Linked DNA regions of Hordeum vulgare: regions 1 and 3 are each linked to region 2. A link is a contact called in public Hi-C data. All regions are on one chromosome and are shown on one strand. The core of a region is the stretch at or near the end of the contact, and the rest is flanking DNA. Distances in the headings are between cores, read along the strand shown.

Region 1 (2,700 bases), core at 108-2,607, 210 kb after region 2:
GTGGGGGCGGGCGCGGCGGCTGCCAGGGCGGGCGCGGCGCCTGGCGCGGCGGCGGCCGGGGCCTCCTTGGCGGCGGTCGGACGCGGGAGGAGCTGGGAGGCGGGGCGGTTTTTCCCTCCCGCGCGATGTGTGAAGTGGAGTGCGGGTTGGGGGGAGTTTTCCCTCCCAACCCTCACTTCTACAGGCTGGGAAGGGGTTTGAGGATTGGACCTCTAAATTTTTTTACGGGTTTAAGGGTTCTAGTCTACGTCGTTTTTCCGACGAAAACTGTAAAAAAAAAAACGGTTATTTTAAGGATTTGAGGGCTCTGCTAGAGATGCTCTTAGAACAGAGAGTGTATTAACAGGAAACGCTTCGAGGGGGAACACGCTTTCGCGACATAGAAGCGCACCTCGCAAAATACTCCTTCGCTTAAGACGCTTGGGCGACCTAGAGATTCATTGACGGTGGGCCCGCGGGTCCACCAGTCAGGTTTGACTGGCCCAACCAGCCATCTCCCTCCTTTGGCCGAGTAGAGGCGAGGTCTGCGGCAACCTTCGCCGATGATTTGCTGCAGCTCTCGAGCGTTGAGGCGTGGGGATGGATCCAGAGGGCTCTGACGGTCCTCCTCGTGGCCTCCAGGGTCAAGGAGATGTAGTCAATCTCCGGCGGACGGCGGCGTCGGGCGAAAGGGGCTCTCCCTGCGGTGGCCCTCTCGTCAAATTAACGTGCGACATAGGCAGCCAAGGCCTCTAGGGAGCTAATGATGATTAGCATGGGGGAGAGGTGCTCTGGTCTGGACAAATTCAACTGGATAGTGGCGGCGGCTGGCTCGGCCAGGGAATAGGGGGAAGGATAGCTCTGGCCAGATGATAGCTAGAGGGGCTCGCTACGGTGTTGGGGGTGGTGGTCTGAAGCGCGAGATGGGTCGAGGGCCCCTATTTATAAGCGGCGGGGGGGACGGTTCGCCGGCATCAGGGATTAGAATGGCGGCGACAGGGTCTGGCGGCGGACAGGGGGAGGGTCAGAGCTAGATGGCGAGGCTAGGCGCTAGCGGACAGATTAGGCACTGTTCTAGGGGTGAGCTGGCGCGCGGGGGCGGCTCGGGCGGTGCTGGCCAGGCAGAGGACGAAGCGGACGCCGGCTAACCGCCATTGTCGCCACGGCCGCTGCCCTGAGCGACGCAGGGTTGCGGCGACTACTGGTCAGTTCTGCCAAAGGGAAAACGACGCCGAGGGGATAAGAATTACGCGTTGGGGTGCTCGGGGGCGCACCAGGTGGCTCTAGCGGCGCTGCAACACGACAAGCAGTGGCGGCGGCTAGCGTTGGCAGGTTTGGCGATGCTGCGGGTCTGCGGGGAGGCGGTCGAGCTGCGGCGCGATGCTGCACGGATCTGGGGGCAAGGAAGAGGCAAGGGGCATATGGGCAGGTGGCAGGGACGGAGCCAGCATGTAAGCAGGGGGCAAGTTTATAGATGAAGGGAGCAAAGTTCATATGGAATGAATTTTTTTGACTACAATAATTATTATTATAGTAGAAAAATCAATTTGTTAGAAAAGGTCTAGCCCCCCTCGTCCCCCATAGAATCGTCCCTGGCAGGTGGACGCGGGGGCTCTGGCGCGAGCATGTGCAAAACCGTGCTCTCCTCGTGCTCCGGGCGTGCACACGACCTGCTCATGGAAATGCCAGGGTGGTCTAGAAGGCTTGGGTGCAACTGAAAATTAACAGAACTAGGTTAGAGAGCAAGGCAAAAGCATTGGACATGCTGGTTTGGCCAATTAAGCAAAATCCTAATGCAATCATTGATCCATGCCAAATTTGTCTATGCACACCGCGTGTTTGACAAAATGCCAAGGCCACCTAGGGGGTTTTCTGAAAATGGAAATTGGCAGGCTAGGGTCTCTTTAGATGCTAAAGAGAGTTGTGAGGTTAGTTTGGCAAAAACAAAAACTGCTTAATGAAATTTTTGGAGGAAAGTAGTTCTCATCAGAAAATGCAGCTATTATTTTATGCACTTAAAATAATCCAATGGAGCTCAACTCATGGAATTAAGGGTTTCATAGGGTGAACTATAAGCTGTAAAAAATTTATGGCCATCTCAACAACATAAAATAAGGCTGCAGTTTAAATTGCCAATCTGGTCCAGAATGGAAATGAGGTTGTGCTGCTCAAATTTTTCAAAGGACAGCTATGCATTTTTGCATAAAAGTGAATCATAAACATTCCTTGACATCTCCAATTTTTTGTGGAATTTTTAAATGAGTTTATGAAATAGTTGCAGTGCAAAAGAGACTCATAAAATGATGAAAATGCTTTTAGAAGTTAATCTTGGCAAGTTTTATTATAGAAATATCCCCTTAAATTAAAAAAAGTGGAATAAAACAATCTCAAATAATTACTCAAACACACAATGATTTTCAAAAGTGCTACTTGGTGGGAAAGGTTTTTGGGAGGAGGCTTTGAAATAAGCAATGGGGCAAATTACTTTTCAAAAAAATTATCCAGTCAATGTTTCAATTAATAAAATGTGGTTACATTTTTGGGGTGTGACACAACACCACACTTTCAAGCATAAATCTCTCTTTAATAAAAGTTGTCTCGTTCCTAGAGATAAGTTTGTCACATAGAGGAGAAACTCTCGTAGTCACACTAGTAGAAAACGGGGCTATAGTACCGGTTGGTAATGGCTTATAGTCCCGGTTCTCCAACCGGGACTATTAA
Region 2 (2,700 bases), core at 106-2,605:
GTTCTACTGAGACTAAGTCCAGCGTCAGTGGGTCATGAATCTGCTTACGTGAGACAGTTATATGACAGATTTTTTCCTGAAGTCATTACCATCAACACCTGGCAGATCATGTACGGAAAACAACCCCATCTATTTTATCATGCAGGAAAAAAAAGTGATGTGAAACAGTTATATGACAGCTATTTTTTCTTAAGTCATATTACCATCAACGCCCGGCAGATCATGTAGACATGTTAGGACAATGATGATGATGAATAATTACTAAAGTAGTTTGTGCTACCCAATGTGAAACAATCAACCCTGTTTTCAGCGATACTTTTATACAAATTATATGTAAATGACAGACATGAACCTCATCTTGGGTCGGGTGTCCGGTACAGGGTGCATCATCAACTGGCAGAAGGATGCTTCCTTGGGCCACTTGAGCAGCAATTGTGGCGGCAATACGCGGTACCTCAGATTGGCCATTGCCCGCATCTTCTCCTCCAACGTTTCGAAGCTGCAAAACAACTGCGAGCACGGCCGAAAAGCATTGGCAATGGAAATCGCGCCCAAAAGCACCAAGAGAATATTCATGTCAAGCAGCAGCGCACCTCGAACAGGAGCACCCCTAATCTATACACGTCGGAGGCGAAGGTAGCGCCGCCGCCGCTGTCGTCGGCTTCCTCGGGGCTAGTGTACCAGTTGAGCTCCATCGCGAGCACGCTTTTGAGCGGGAACCCCTTTTCGCTGCGGTCCTCCCCCGCTCGGCCCGCGCCGTCGCCCTGCCGCGGAGGCTCGGCGTCGTGGTCGGCGTCCTCGGAGGCGTCGGAGCCGGAGGCGTCGGAGCCCGAGGCGGACTCGATGAAGGCAACGCGGGCGAAGGGCGGGGACACGACGAAGCAGGACGGGCGCGCGCTGCCGACGGCGACGCCCTGCGCGTGCGCGTCGGCCACCGCCTCCGCCACCTGGCGGAAGACGTGCAGGCACTCGGGCGCCTCCACCGCCCGGGCCGGCCGGTCCAGCCACTCCCGCAGGCTGACCTCTCCTCCCTCCTCCTCCTCCTCCCCCCTCCGCGCCCCTCCGCCACGGGACACCTCCATGCCCGCCCGCGGCGCTCTACCCCATGGCCGGATCACGTCCGGTTCGCTGCGGCGGGCGGCTGCACCCGCTGCTCCCGGGACCCCATCCTACGCAACGCAACGCAACAAATGGCCCCAGAGCGGCGAGCGGCGAGGAGATAAGGATCTGAGGCCGCGGCAGCGAGCGGAGGCCAGAGACGAGCGTGTGACTGTGCTTGAGGGGGCGAGGGGCGAGCAGCGAGCCACACAAACACGCTTTAAAACGGAGACGGAGGGTCCTCCTCCCCTCCTCTCCTCCTTTGCTGCTTTATTTCGCCCTCGCCCGCCCCGCCCCGGTAGCCGACTCCCAGCCGCACAAACCCCGTTGCCTCGAACTGCACACCCCGCTGTTAGTGTTAGTATTAGCTCAACTTGAAGGCAGCCAAGCGACCAGCGGCTCCCCTCCCCTCGAACTGCCACCACACCACAGTACAGTGCCCCTGCGCTAGACACCAAACCTAACCAGAAAGAGGCAGACGAAACGCAGGGCGCTTCACGCCACCAGAAAGATAGAGATATACGTGCCCCCTGCTCCTCCCTCCCCTCCCCTCCCCTCCCATGGTTGCGGCGTGGTGCCCTTTCCTTCCCCTCAACTGATACGCTTCCAAGAATGATCTGATCTCACTGCATCCACCACGCCGTAGCCACAACCGAACCGGAGTAGAAAACAGCGGCCGCTGGCGGACCACGTCGCCCGCTGCCGATGACATCCCGGGCCCGCCGCGAGGTTAGCACTTGCGCTTCCAAAAGAAAGGGCGTGAATCTTGCGCCGGCAGTTAAAGTAGTAGCGGCTGTCTAGATAAAAAAAATCTGCGGTACGTGGCGCAGGATCGTCGCATGGGCAGATTAGCGCGGCTCGCGACTAATCAATGAATGCAACTAACTACTCTATTGGGTGACAAGTCGCTGTCGGGCGGGCCCACGTCATACATTCCGCCAGTCAGCGACCGCCTGCGCTTTACGGGGCCTACGTGGCGCGACGACGGCCGCGCGTCAAGCGGGGGACTCGAGGCGGCTCATGCAGCGGCCACGCATCCATCCATCCGCACCGGCGAGGAGTTTTTGCCTTTCGCAGCCTCGGGGTCGTGGCGCGTCGCTGCTGCCTCGCCCGCCTTGCTGGATGCGGCCGCACAGAGAGGGATTTGCTTACTCCAGTTAATCGCGATCTGAGCGGATAGTACCAGCCGGAAGTGGTAACCTTGCAGGGTTGGATTAACGTAACCACGATCCCAATTTTATCCACTTGCTTGAGTCGACGAGTGGACGGCACAATTGTTGTGCCGTATTGTATTATCCGAGGCAGGTTGGGGCCGTGTCCATGGCCGGCTTGTCTCGCAAGTCAAACCGACCCAAGGACCGGTCCCTCGCGCATATGCGGATGGCGCAGCCAGCCTACTCTGCATGCCCGTGTTCGTTTCTCCTTCGACTGGTCGGTTCAAATTTCAACCACATTGGGTTTGGTCATTTGGTGGTTCGTTATATTTGAGTGAAGTTTGAAACAAACTTATCTTCTTATGATCCGTTGGAATCTCTAACCCCTGAAATCGGCACCCCAACTGTCTAATCCCGGACGTCACATATCCTAAGCTCGTTTCCTTTT
Region 3 (2,700 bases), core at 177-2,676, 240 kb after region 2:
GTCCGTTAGATAGTCAAGAAAGTAAAATAGTCGATGATGGCGAAGATATTAGTACTAGAGTTATTTGGAGATGACAAAGCAGTATAAAGGATACAGATATTGTAGCCCCATGACCAGAGTGAGCCTTCGTCTGCAATGTTGAAGAGTATTCATTACCAATGACATTTCAGTAGCAAACTTCATCATACTACGTATTTGGTAAGTGCGTTTGCCTCCCATTGCGGCTAAGAAATCATTTACAAATAATAGTAGTAAACCACTAAATAGGCACAGCAAATGACACAACTTATTTTTCATGCACCAAGAACCTAGAGAAAGAAGGGTTGTTTTGTGTACCGGCCGGATACTCCCACTGTATCAGTTCAGTCATTAAAGCATAATAATCAGGTCCAGACCACACGAACGGTTACACAAATCACCGGCAGAAAAATTCAACGCACTTGCGCTTACACAATTTGTGAAAGCCAGATATCAAATGCTTATGAAATCAGGAGCAAGCACATATGGCCTGGACCCTGGGCATCATTTTAACTTACAAACCGCATCACCAGCAAACAAAACTGCCAGGCTAGTGACAACCTTAATGGAATCAGGTCATTCATCAGAGTCACAGTCTCATGTTTTGAGCCACTATAAGGTCAATTCCAGTTCTCAGGCTAGTGCATCCACCACTCTCCACAAGCCACACAGGCATCACAAAGCTGCAAGTACCTCAGACAGTGTATAATTTCCCCAACCCAAATTGCTGCACAACAATGTCTAGTTTCGCTTTTATACTACCACGAAGCAGAGAAGTAGTAGAAAAAGGCAACGAGATGGAGGCACAGAGCACGAACCGTCGAGCGCGAGGCTGTGGTACGCGCCGGCGGCGACGGCGACGAACCTGGGCCGCGGCCTCCCCGCAGCAGCAGCGGCGACGGCGGGCAAGACAGCGGTGGGCACGTGCACGTCCGCCTCGCGGCCGGTGCCGAGGCGGCCGAACGTCCCCCGCCCCCATGAGTACACCTCCCCGTCACCTGCAAACCGGAAACAACACCGCCCCTCAGATCCCGAATCCCGGCGGCGCCCGGAAGCATCCGCGCGCGTGACTGGCTAAAGCGGCCAGGCGGGGGGGCTCCTTACCGGTGAGCGCGAGCGTGTGGGCCTCGCCGGCGGCGACCGCCGACACCTTGGGCGGCATCTGCGGCGGAGCTGACGCCGGGCGTGGAGCGGGAGGGCGCGGGTAGAGAAGAGGTGGAAGAATCACCCGCGGAGGGAATGTCGCGGTTGAGAAAAGGAAGGAAGCTCGTGGAGAGGGGGGAGAGGGAGACGATAAAAGGATTCGAGTCGAGCGAGTTGCGAGCGAGCGTGTCGATGTATCTTCGGGCTCGCCTGCGTTGTCGTCTTCGCTTTTCCGCCGGAGCTGTCCTGTTATCGGTTTGGGCCGCTGCGTCACTGCAGATACAGATATGGCTGCTGGTACCAATACCATGATGATAAGCGTCATTAAGTGGTTGGAATTTTGGAACAGGTAGTAGGTGTGTGATGTAGACAAGTAGACAAGTTTACTCACTAGTACTGTCATTGTAGACAAGTGCCAATGCTTCACTGAACTGAAGCGGCAACCAATTCAAACTCTGCAAAGGACCAGAGCATCCCGGAGAGAGAAAAAACACATAGTAGGAGTAGTACTCCGTCCGATCCATATTAATTGACGCTCCTTAGCACAATTTAGTGCTACAAAGTTGTACAAAGCGAGCGTCAGTCGATATGAATCGGACGCAAACTTGCAGCACTGCAAATCAACATCCAGGCGATGCAATCTTTGTACAAGCAGCGAGCTCAAAGACATGAGGACACTTCACGGGTTCAGGTTCGGCGCAGCACCCTGAAAGTTGAACTCCCTGCCAAGGAGTGTGCTAATTTGCCACCATCTACCTCAAGTTCTCACAGCCTTGACAGCCAGATAACATCGATCACGGCGGACGCCGCGAGGAAGGCGCAGCCGAGAAAGGCGCACGCGATGGAGGCCGCCGATAGGTCGCAGAAACGTGGCAAAGGCTTGCAGAAGTTGGGGAGCGCCGTGTGCCGGACGCCGGTGCGGTTCAAGTTCGCCACCGCCGCCGCCGCTGATCCCGCGCTCAGCATCGCATAAGCAAACACCTGCCAGGGATGCACATGCACCAGCCGTGTTAGTCTACGGTTCCGTCGAAACGTCAGACGCTAGCAGGGTTCGAAATGTTCAGAATTCATCCGCCCAGATTTAGTCTGAAGTTACATGGGAAACAAAGATTGGAAGCAAACAATGCCGAATTACCTTTGTATTCCTTATTAAAACATGAAACGCCAAAAAGAAAAACAAGATGTGCATTTACCAATGTATCAACTGCTACGAGGGCCATTGAAGAAACGCCATACCAACTATATATAACAGAAAATTCGGAACAAGTTTTTCTTTTTTCTTTGTTTGAAAAAGAGGTTAAAGCCACCTACCTTTACATTAATTGATGCATATAGTCATCTTTATTTATTAGCTTGCTTAGATACTCCCTCCTTTCCGGTTTATAGGGCTCAAATTTGAAATCTCATTAACCAAGGTGAATTGTGAGTGGATGACACTAGTTTAAACTAGCCAATGAAATATTTCTCACATATGCAATTTCCAAGGCAATAAATGTAGCATCCATTCTTTCATTGGACTTGTATGGTGAATGTAGAAAA

Evidence for each region. Hi-C and Micro-C count contacts between places; a contact is called where the count stands out from the background.
Region 1: a Hi-C map of seedling shows a contact between it and region 2, with 3 times the contacts expected there. The contact joins the enhancer-like site here to the promoter of LOC123444323 in region 2. A contact is called at or near these places in 2 of 6 Hi-C or Micro-C datasets (leaf and seedling) and 1 of 1 datasets of contacts at active chromatin or transcription factors (embryo).
Region 3: a contact with region 2 is called in a Hi-C map of seedling, with 9 times the contacts expected there. The contact joins the promoter of LOC123444321 here to the promoter of LOC123444323 in region 2. A contact is called at or near these places in 4 of 6 Hi-C or Micro-C datasets (leaf and seedling) and 1 of 1 datasets of contacts at active chromatin or transcription factors (embryo).

What each region holds. Positions count from the first base shown.
Region 1 is chr3H:468,721,733-468,724,432 of MorexV3_pseudomolecules_assembly, reverse strand. No RefSeq gene overlaps it. Among protein-coding and RNA genes, the nearest start is that of LOC123444321, 29 kb to the right of the region's middle. Within about 2 kb of position 1,357, at least 3 of the 3 cell types and tissues checked have open chromatin away from gene starts, as enhancers often do. A contact at or near this core is called in leaf and seedling, where this site is marked.
Region 2 is chr3H:468,934,296-468,936,995 of MorexV3_pseudomolecules_assembly, reverse strand. LOC123444323 (protein SPA1-RELATED 4-like) reads right to left here and starts at 1,355. Exons shown (of 7, transcript XM_045121008.1): 1 at 594-1,355; 2 at 353-510. The coding sequence starts at 1,082.
Region 3 is chr3H:468,692,556-468,695,255 of MorexV3_pseudomolecules_assembly, reverse strand. LOC123444321 (ultraviolet-B receptor UVR8) reads right to left here and starts at 1,426. Exons shown (of 5, transcript XM_045121006.1): 1 at 1,123-1,426; 2 at 837-1,016; 3 at 95-130; 4 at 1-2. The coding sequence starts at 1,180. LOC123444322 (CASP-like protein 3A1) reads right to left here. Exons shown (of 3, transcript XM_045121007.1): 3 at 1,528-2,142. The coding sequence ends at 1,927.